Regions from separate parts of the Mus musculus genome. Here region 1 is linked to region 2. A link is a contact called in public Hi-C data. All regions are on one chromosome and are shown on one strand. Each heading gives the region's core, a stretch centred on a gene start, on an enhancer-like site or on the middle of the called end of the contact. The rest is flanking DNA. Distances are from core to core; before and after follow the strand shown.

What was found. A called contact is a pair of places that touch in the nucleus more often than the background predicts.
Region 1: a Hi-C map of cerebellum shows a contact between it and region 2, with 2.1 times the contacts expected there. The contact joins two enhancer-like sites. A contact is called at or near these places in 9 of 484 Hi-C or Micro-C datasets (bone marrow-derived macrophages, cerebellar granule neurons, cerebellum and 3 more), 3 of 115 datasets of contacts at active chromatin or transcription factors (bone marrow-derived macrophages, embryonic stem cells and intestinal villus epithelium) and 1 of 9 other capture datasets (adipose tissue).

Annotation. Positions count from the first base shown.
Region 1 is chr9:64,618,156-64,623,393 of GRCm38.p6, reverse strand. All of the region lies in intron 5 of Megf11 (multiple EGF-like-domains 11), which reads right to left. Among named protein-coding and RNA genes, the nearest start is that of Gm36311, 65 kb to the left of the region's middle. Within about 2 kb of position 1,608, at least 14 of the 459 cell types and tissues checked have an H3K27ac peak or open chromatin away from gene starts, as enhancers often do. A contact at or near this core is called in cerebellar granule neurons and cerebellum, where this site is marked.
Region 2 is chr9:64,552,185-64,557,797 of GRCm38.p6, reverse strand. The region is part of intron 5 of Megf11 (multiple EGF-like-domains 11); the gene reads right to left. Among named protein-coding and RNA genes, the nearest start is that of Gm36311, 130 kb to the left of the region's middle. Within about 2 kb of position 1,872, at least 9 of the 459 cell types and tissues checked have an H3K27ac peak or open chromatin away from gene starts, as enhancers often do. A contact at or near this core is called in cerebellar granule neurons and cerebellum, where this site is marked.

The DNA of each region.
Region 1 (5,238 bases), core at 359-2,858, 66 kb before region 2:
CTTAGCTGGGCTCAAGTCTAACTCACTTGCTGATTAGCGGTGTGACCTTGAGAAAGTCATTCCACTCCCCAGCCCTCTGTTTTCTCTAGTGGAGATGGAACTGAAACTTGTAGGGCTGTAGCTCAGTTGGAAAAACACCCGCCTGACAGCACAAGGATCTGGGTTTAAATCCCAGCACCACATGTAATGGCTGTGTAATATATACATGTAATCCCAGAATTTTGGAGGTAGAGGCAAGGAAAGCAGAAGTTTAAGGTCCATCCCCAACTATAGAGACCATTTGGGGCCAACCTGGGCTACATGAGACCCTGACTCAAAAACCAAACCAAACCAACCAACCAAACAAACAAACAAAAAACCAAAGCACAAACAAACAAAATTTGTCTGCCAGGATGGCTTTGAGACTTCAAAGAACTTGAACGACAAAGATCTGGCTAGCCTGTGGCTCAGCACAATGGCAGCCTTCAGCCTGCCTGTCTTAGTCACTGTCTGCTACAGGAAGGCAGGAAGGCCTGATTCCAGCAAGCCGGAAGTGGGATAAGGATGTGGAGCCACAATGTACCCATTTTCTGGAAGTAGAGGTGAGCCACCGTGGGGAGGTGGAGACTGGCCTGGAAGGTAAGAAAGTAGGGCTCTAGGCTCTGTTCTGAGTGTCCCAGGTAGACCCACTAACTTAACCACAAAATTTCACCTTGGCATCTGCCTCTTAAGCATGGAGGATGGACTTGGTTCCTGGGCTCTGCATCCCTAAGCACTAGACTGCTCCCTGGGGAGTTCTTAGGGCTCACACAGCTGGAGCCATGATGGCTTGGGGAGGTGAAGAGAGGCCCAACCAACACTTCATTTCTATTCCTTTCTGATGGGAGGGGTCAGGCATGGGGGGATCAGAGGGCAGCTAGGCTTCTCCCCACCTCCTCTACATGTGGCTGAGCCCAGAAGTGGGCATGTGTGTGTCTGTGTGCATTCAAGTGTGTATGTATGTGTGTGTGTGCATGTATGTGTGTGTGTGTGTGTGTGTAGTAGGCCTGCAGATTCTGTATAGAACTAATGGGCTGTGCATGTGCGATCTATGTGTTGTGTTCTGCTGAACTGCTTTGCTAAGCCTGATGCTCTCCTGTGGTATTCTCTCTCTCTCTCTCTCTCTCTCTCTCTCTCTCTCTCTCTCTCTCTCTCTCTCTCCCCCTACCCCCTTCTACTGCTGCTGCTGCTGGCATCCTTGACAGGAAAATTAATTGCTGTTTTCATTCTGTTTCTTGTTCCAGTCTATATCCCTGGAATAAGATCTCTGAATGACACTAAGTAACCTGTACACAAAAGCTTAGAGCACAGAGAGGAGGCTTGGGGCTGAGACAGAGCCAAGGACAGCTCCTACTGGCAGCTTGTGTGGGCTCTAAGAAAGGCACACACACACACACACACACACACACACACACACACACACACACACACAGAGGCACACATGCACGCATGCATAAGAGTGGTACCTATGTGCTTGAGTGTATTCTCAGGAGGTAGAAGCGCTCAAGCTTGCTGTTCCAATCTCCCTACACACGAAGGCCCTCCTGTCCCTCCCTCCCCACAGGCTCTGGACAAGCTTGCTTTAATCCTTCCTCCTGGCTCAGTTGCAAGACACATTCAGCTTCTGGTTCAGTGGCTGCACCCCACTGTCCTGCCGAGGGTTTGGGGGTGGGTGGGGCACAGTGCCAGTGTGGAGAGAATGGGCCAACTTGAGAGGCCCATGGGTCAGCCAAAACCAAGCCCTCTGCCAGCCCTCACCACCTCCTCATATTGAAGGCAGGGGTAACATGTGTCACTGCCAGTGTGAGGTGTATGCACAGTTCAGCCCCCAATAATAGCCCTGCCCACACTCTTGGGACGACCTTAGGAAAATAAAGCCACCCACACACATATCACCAAGGACAACCAAGGGCATTCAAAGACAAATCAGCCCAATATGGTAATTCCCTGCATCTCTCTCTCTCTCCCTCCCTCCCTCCCTCCCTCCCTCCCTCCCTCCCTCCTTCCTTTCTTCTCCTTAGGATGCTGATAATCAAATTCAGGACCCTGTGCATGCTAGGCAAGGGTCATTCCCCTGTGCCACATCCCCAGCCCTTTGGTATAGATCTTGGAGAAAATCTGAATGGTTTCGAAGGCCGTACACTAGGGTGATCATAAAGGAATGAAAAAGGAGCCTGGCTCCACATTCCCCTAACCCACAGCTGTTTACCAAAAGCTTACTAGTACCTAGCCCTTGCCTTGGAACTGCTGTGGAGGGGGAGGGAGTGGACAGGTTGGGGGTCTGTTAGGAAGGAAGCACTAATATAAAACTAGGATCTAGGGCCTAGACAGAGCTTGGTTAGTAAGGGATTTTCCAGCACCTACATAAAAATTTCAAGTGTGTCCATGTGTGCTTGATATCCCTGGGGAGGCAGGGACAGTAGGATCCCTGGCTGGCTAGCCTAGTCTAATTGGTGCGCTCCAGGCCAGTAAGAGATTCTGTCTCAAAGTACCACATTCCTAAGGCTATCACCAAGTTTGTCCTCTGACTTTCATATGTGCTCTCGAGCGCCACCCCACCCCATGCACACACACATCTGGGATCTGACATAGTCCCCAGTTAAAGGGAGTTATGGCACAGCCAAGGTTTTAATTTTGAGGCAGCTTTTTGCTATGATAGACGTGGCTGCCCTCTAACGCCCAAGTACTAGGATTTCAAGCCTGTGCCACCATGCCTGGTATTCCTGCCCCTTTGGGGAGCACATCTTCCTGCCGCTTTCAAGGAGGACGCGAGGGGAGGTGGGGTCCAGGGTGACACAGGGCAGCCTAAAGCTACAGAGGTCGCAAGAACCCCCACATCAGCACAGACTTTGGCTTTCTGTTAATGTTTCCTTTTAACTCAGGGGAACCTCCCACCACATAAAACCTTTTCCAGGGCCCTAAATGTGTGCCTGAGAGCAGAGGTGGTTTAGCAGGAGCAGTGTGAAAAGGGTGGAAGAAGGGATCCCCAAGTCCTTCTGCTGATCTTCCTTCAGCCCTTCCTCTGAGCACAAGTAGAAATTACCGATTTTGTATTCATAGAGCACTGTGCCTGGTGCTGGGTCCGAGCAACAAACACAAACCTGCATACACACATGGTTACACACTTGTGTGCATGTACACATACACACATGACAGTATGGTCCAGATCCCTCCCGTTAGTTAGTTAATTGACTTGTTTGCATGTGCATGCACACATTGTATGTATATCTGTGTGTCTGCATGCATACCTGCATTGGGAGGTATAGGACAGCCTGGAGGGAATCAGGTGAGTCCCACCAAGTGAGTCCCAGGGATCCAACTCAGGTCATCGTGTTTAGTGACAAGTACCCGTGCCGGCTGAGCCACTCTCTGCCCTTAGCTACCTTCTGTTATAGATGAAGATACTCTTGCCTGAGAGGGCAATGACTTATTCAAGGTCAAAGGGTCTCAGGTGCTAGTCATCAAGTCTCAGGGCCATCATGTTGGTGCCCCTTCATTGTATCACTGCAGTCTGCTTCTAACAACACCGCTTATTCTAAAACTCATAACACATCACCCCCTGAATCCCGGCTCCAGTGTGACCTGTCGGGAGAACGGAAAATCAGGCAGAGAAGCCCCACAACTTTCAGCACAAGACATTTTCATTCCGTGTTCCAGGAGGAAGTTCCTGGTTCTCTGGAGTCTGTGTGCTCGTGGTCTTAATGACTCAGTGTGCGCGATTTGCAATCTGTGCCTGGGGACTTGGAATTACAGATTAATATTCAACTAGCTGGAACGATCTTCAGGAGGAGGCTTGTGGTAATTAAGTTGGTTAGAGAACGCTTCAAACTTTTTTTTTTTTTTTAACAGCACACAAGCGTTGTAAATTATCCATGGAAGGAAGACTGGTCCCTTAATGGTACTCCCTGACAGTCAGGGTTGGGGAGAGACACACTCCTTATTCTGAAGAGACAGAGTCCTGGGGGACTCTGCCTCAGGCCTCAGACCTAAGGAGGCTTCTATGGGAGGAGGGGCAAGAATTAGAAGTGGGGCTGCTGAGCAGAATCTAATGTGCAAAAACATCGCTCATACTTGATCTTTCTTCTTTCTTTCTTCCTTCCTTTTCTTTTTCTTTCCTCCTCTCCTCTCCTCTCCTCTCCTCTCCTCTCCTCTCCTCTCCTCTCCTCTCCTCTCCTCTCCTCTCCTCTCCTCTCCTCTCCTCTCCTCTCCTCTCCTCTCCTTTCTTTTTGAGACATGCTCTCTTCTGTAGCCCTGGCCTTCTATGGACTCACCATGTAGATCAGGCTGGCTTTGAACTCGAAGAGCCCTGGCTGCTTCTGCCTCTAAGGTGCTGGAATTGAAGGCCTGCACCGCCATACCTGGCTTATATTTTATTTTCTAAACAAAAGAAGATAAATTGGATCTTTGAAGGATTTTGTCCAAAGTTATAGATTATTTTAGAAAATGAATTTTGGTACCAGTGCAGAATAATCTGCAACTTATTTTGGACTAGTTGATCTTCACAGGTATGAGGCTGATGGCCAGACTGGCCTGCAGCTCACTGTGTAGACAAGCCAAGGATGGCCTTGAACTTCTGAGTCTCCTGCCTTCTCCATCTTTGTGTGTTGAGATTCAGATGTGCATCCCCATGCTTGGTTTATGTGATGGAACCCGGGGTGTTGAGCATGCTAGGGGAACCCTCTGCTACCTGAGCTGTATCCTCAGCCCTGGAGCAGTGGCTTCCTGCTAACACAGAGTCAAGCTGGTGAATAATTAATTGCTCATATTGAGCGGCACAAGTGCTGAGGTTGTAAGTACACGGATAGTTCCTTGGTTTTGCTTGCATGCCTAGATGTTTTTATAAATGACTGGGAAACACAGATCTAACCACAATCAGCAGCCAGTGACTGTGGACCCAGCCCTCATGCACAGCATAGGTTTTGTGGAATAGAAGATGGAGAAAGCTACTCTCAATGGTGCGGCTCAGGTAGGTCACTCTTCAGTGTTGGGGAGCCATTAAACAAGCATAAATCGATGGTTTCTTTCTTTCTTTCTTTTTTTCATGCATGCTAGACAAAGGCTCCACCACTGAGCTACAGTCTCAGCCCTATAGGGAGTCACAGATCCAGCAGAGGATGAAATGGCAGGACATTCCCCAGTCAGAGCGCTGGGGATCCTGAGTGTCACTTGCTCTCACTAGCACGGCACAGTTGTATGCAAGATGGGGAATCTGGCAGAAGA
Region 2 (5,613 bases), core at 623-3,122:
TTGTTTTCTTGTTGAAGCCTCCTACAGAGCCAGATGCTCTTCCCCAGCCCTAACCCCACCACCACGGTGAGAGGGTAGAGTCAAATGGAAGAGCAAACCCACTGGATCTCACTAAAGACAGTGTCTACTATGTGCCAGGCAGCATGAGGAAGGAGCTCGATGTTGTGAAGACAAGACGTCAGCCCCACTGTGGAGGAAGTCTCAGGGCAGGAAGTGAGGGAGAGGAAACGCACACAGTTAAATAGTGAGCACCAGGTGCCGAGGACCACGCCAGATAGAGGCACAGCGGATGCTGCCCTGGCTTCAGAGCTGGCTACAGGCCAGTGGACGAAAGGGAGATAAGATATGATAGCCAATATTGATCATGAACCTGATGGGATCTATATTACTAGAGTCACCTAGGAGATGAATTTCTATTTCTAGAGTAGATTAGTTGAGGCAGGCCTAACTGTGTGGAACCCCTCCAAGGATAAGGCTCCCAGGACGAAGGAGAAGGAAAAATCAAACTGAGTGCCAGCATTCAGCACTCTGCTTCCTGGTTGTGGATGTCATGTGACCAGCTGCCTCCGCCATTGGCTATAATGCCTTCCCTGCCCTGGTGGACCGCACCTTCTACATGCCAGCCAGAATAAACATCTCCTTTTTTATTACTCCCCTTCTTGTTTGTTTGTCTGTTTTTGAGACAGAGTTTTTCTCTATGTAGCCCTGGCTATCCTAGAACTCGCTGTGTAGACCAGGCTGGCCTCTAAACTCAGAGGTCTGCTTGCCTCTGCCTCCCAAGTGTTGGGATAAAGGCGTGCGCCACCACCCAAATGAACCCTTCTTTTCTTTCTTCCTTTCTTTCTTCCTTTCTTTCTTTCTTTCTTTCTTTCTTTCTTTCTTTCTTTCTTTCTTTCTTTCTTTCTTTCTTTCTTTCTTCTTTCCTTCCTTCCTTCCTTCCTTCCTTCCTTTCTTTCTTTCTTTCTTTCTTTCTTTTTTGTTTGTTTTTTTGTTTTTCAAGACAGGGTTTCTCTGTGTAGCCCTGGCTGTCTTGAAACTTACCTCTATAGATCAGGCTGGCCTCAAACTCAGAAATCCGCCTGCCTCTGCCTCTGCCTCCTGAGTGCTGGGATTAAAGGCGTGCACCACCACTGCCCGGCTGAACCCTTCCTTTCTTAAGCTGCTTTTCTCAGGTGTTCTGTCAGAGCATCAAGGGAAGAAGCCAATAAAGGTGAGACTGGGGGAAACGGAGGTAACCAGGCAGGTGTCATGAGCGAGCCCATAGGGTCGTCGATGAGCTGTGTGCTTGTTACAGGACATAGAGTGCAGCAAGTGACATGGCCTCTGTGGTGCTTCACAGCCTGCCCATCTCCAAGCACAGAAAGGACAAGAGAGCGATGACAGAGCCCTGCAAAGTGCCAGCTGCGATTTTAAGTGTGATCTACAGAGACTTGCTCAAACCCTGGCTCTGCCACTAGCCGGCTGTGTGTGTAGAGGTCTCAGTTTCCTTGTTGGAATGAGGTGGAGGGCAGTGGTGAACAGCTACGGAACTGTACAGGAGATATGTTCTGAGTATGAGTTAGGAGGGCAGGCTACACAGGAGAGGAACCTGGTGTGATCTCGGGCCCCATATAAAGCCTGACACTGGGGCAAGAACACACCTAGACAATCCCCACTGCAGAGCAGCTGAGTGCCCTGGGCCTTAGCATCCTAACCTGGAGTCCTGGTCATCACTCACAAGCTGGGGAGGGTGGGTGGAATGTTCATATCTATCTCCAGTGGCACACTGCAAACTCAGGGCTTGCTGGGGCTGCATTCATTCTATCCCAGCCCTCTGGGCTGACAGAGGCTGCATGTCTCTCTCCCCTGCCTGCTGGACCCTCCTGGCTGGCACCCAGCATGGTTGCTGTGTGATTCCTTCCTTCCTCCGCGTACCATGCTTCCCACAGCACCTTGGAAACATAGCTGTGCAGTTATGTGTATGGGGGGGGGGAGTCGTGTCCTTTACAACCCCCACCCCCCGTGGAGCCCAGGAGGAGTGTGGGCACTGACTGCCAGACCCTCGTGATGATGCCAGCTTGGCTCCCGCCACTCGGCTCTGCCTTTGTCACATTTGAGGCAGACTCCCCTCCCTTCTCACTCTCCAGTGCTCAAGGCTCCCCTGTGTGTCACTTATTAATTTTGTTCTCAGGGAGCAGATGGTCAGAGCTGAGTCGGATAGAATACACCTCCCCCCCCCTTTTTTTTCTTTTTTCTTTTTTTATTATCACCAATACTCCCTCTAACAGGCAACCTACATGGATGAACTCTAGGATGCCCAGTTTCTGGTACAAACAGGTACAAGAAGCCAGCTTTCATGATATGACCCATGACATGACTCTAATTCCAGATCTTCCTCATTGGAGAGGAAGCAGATATCAGGTGTGAGGGGATCCTAAGAAGTTTCCACCCTCTGCCTATAGCCTGACTTCTCAGGAACAGGTGGGGCAGGCATTCCTTGTGTGGAGCAGTGGGTTCTGGGAAGGGCTCCCTTCCTGGTACATGTCATCCCAGGACCGAGAAAGGATTGGGAGGGCACGCTGTCTTTAGTCCTCCATCAAAGGTCTCTGAGCTGTCCCTACCCACCCTGTCACCTGACTCTGGCCTGATTATAACACAGGTGACCTGTCATCAGCTCCTTCTCACATCTCACTTGTCCAGAAAGCCACCCATGGGAGACAGTGACCAGGAAAGGAATCCGTGCATGTCCACAAGGGTTCCCTGGGCATTGCCACTGGGTCTGGGTTATCACCAAAAGAGAGAGGTTGGGACTTCGGGAAGGCTTAGCCAGGAGGGGAGATGAGCAGAGAGCCCAATAGACCCACTGCTTTGCTGTGAAACCCCAACTGCCAGAGACTCACAGCATGGGCCAGGTGAGATCTCAGCCCCCTTTGGGTCTTTTTTAGCCTCTTCTTCATTGCCAACCTTCCCATCTGCCTCACCTTCATCTGTGTGGAAAGTGCCAGAAAGATGGTCATCCTGTGAGCACAGCCGCCTGTGCAAACAGCTGGAGCTGAGGCTGCAGGATTGTGAGTTTGAGGCCACCCTGGGCTACATCAGGATTCCCTGTTTCAAAAGTTCAAAAAACAGATTCAGAGCTCTGACAAATCCTGGCTGTGGGACTCCCAGCCACTGCTTATCTTCCCTGGACCTTTCTCTAAAAGACTCTTTGCTTCTAAAACGGGGAACAGGGTGTAGACCTGGCTTCTGCCTTCTGCCTTCTGCTGCTTCTTATGATGGTTTTTTTCAAACATCTAGATCCCCTTTCCACAAAAGTCCAGGCTGGGAGATCTCTCCATAGGTAAGGTGTTTACAGGACAAATGTGAAAACCAGGGTCCAGAACTCCAGCACCCACATAAATGTCGGGCAGGCCACCCATAATCTCAGTGCTCAGGATCCAGAGGTGGAACCCCCAGGGCAAGCTGGCTAGCTAGACCAGATGAACAGGAAAGGTCTGGGTTTCAGTGTGAGACCAATATTTTATCAATATATAACGCAGAAAAAGATTAAGGAAGACACTTCTAGCCTCCACACATGTTCACACAGGCAAGCATATTGAGTTGTCCTTGGCTCTATGCTGGTAGTTCTGGCTTCCTCTCAGGTTCTCTGAAGATGGGAGCCACACCCTCCTCCTTAATATCTATCCCTGAACCCCCTGGCCTCACTAGCCCCTGGCAGGAGCTCAGGATTTACATGGCTGAACTGAGAGGGAGCGGATGGAGCTGCTGAGGTAGGGGCCAGGGCTGCTGAACCCTGGGTTTTGTTGTTTTGCTGTTCCATATTATAATTCTTTGGATGGGGGACTCTCAGCTCCTCTTGTTCTCAGACCTTGACAAAACATTTGTTGCCATCCACAGTTCCCTTCTGTTCCTGTCACAGTGACTGCACTAGTGTATGGGGTTGACACAGGACCTACCATCCTGGGGAAGCCCCCAGGCCCAGCAGATGCCAGCAGAAGGCAACTAACTCATGCTGGATCTGTAAGGGGCTAAAAGCTAGGCAGAACCAAGCGAACAACAGCAGGGGTAATTGCTTTGAGACACATTCATCTAAAGTTGACTCAGCCTTGACAACACAGCAGCTCAATGTAGTGAGAAAGAGTCCAGCGGAGAGAGAGCCTTGGCCTCCCAGTGGCCCTGTAAGCTCTGCACTCTGCTCGGGTTTGGGAGAAGAACCAGTTTATACCCAGGCCGCCAAGGACTCAACAGCAGCCTTGCCTGAGGGACAATAGAAAGTGTCAGGAGAGGACACTCTCTCCCAGGGTCCCCATGCCTCCCTATTCCTGTCTAGGTTGAGAATGAAGAGAGAAGCAGGAAGCATAGAAGGGCTATGTCTTCATGGTTAACGAGGCTCCACTAAGGATCAGTAGGAAGGCCCTTTCCTCCCCACTACCATGGCCATCAAGCTGGAACTGGGATTTGAGTCCTCAGAAGCAGCATTGCCCAACTCTAGAGTCGCCAGGCTAACTGTCTCATTTACAGATGAAAACAGGAGGCATGCACTGCACATCCCGTACCTCCAAGGGTGGGGGGAGGATTTGACTAGGACCACCGAGCAGGGCTTATGCGGGGGCTGGGAAGGGGGACAACGTTTAGTATCCCTCCTCTTGCCTTTGTGCCAGTGAGAGCAGAGGATATGCCAACAGCTGCGCATGCTGGAGGCAGACAAGGATCCCCCAGAATGTAGTGTCAAAGGGCATCAAGTCCTGACGGATTGCTGAAGCATCCTTGCAAACACTCACAGTCCGGGAGATCGAGGTGAGCTCTCTCTGCTCTCCCCAACCTCTCCACTAACCCTTTAAAGCCATTCCATGTCCTCTGGATGCCTGGTGGCTAGCCTCAAACTCACTATACAACTAAAAGATGACCTTGAACTCCTGATCTCCCTACCTCTGCATCCCGAGTCATAGAATTCCAGGTGTGTGCCTCTGTGCCCAGCTTAAGCGTGCTGAGGCTCAAACCCAGGGCTCTGTATGCCAGGCAAGCACAATGCCAGCTGAGTTCTGCCCTGGATGACATCACATTGGGTTTTGTGCATTTTTTAAATGGTGGGTGGTATTGTTCCTCTCTGCGTGTACCCGTTAGCCATTTCTTTATTTTCTTGGATCGATCTCTATGTGTTCTTCTAAGACTCTTGTCTTTTTCTTTCTGTGTTTTCCTCCTTTCTTTTGCCACGGTGGAATTTGAAGCTAGGGTCTCACACATACATGCTAGCCAAGTTCTCTACCACTGAGCTCTGTTCCCAGTCCCTCCTCCTTTATAGATACTGATACTAGTCACTGACTAGATTTGCAAACATTGTCCCACTCCAAATGGTTTGACTTTAGTCTGTCTATAGAGTCCTTTGACATGTGTGTTTTTACAGTGCAATGAAGCATTTCAGGTGCAAAAAGGTTCTTTCCCCATTTATATGAAGTATAAGGCAGCCGGAGTCAGGGAGAAAGAAGCTGGGTGTGGTGGCGCATACTTTAATCCTAGCACTTGGGAGGCAGAGGCTGGATCTCTGGGAGTTCAGGGCCAGCCAGGTTTACAAAGTGAGACCCTGTCTAAGCCCATCCCCCTCAAAAAGAGAAGAATGGAGAATGGTGGCTGTGG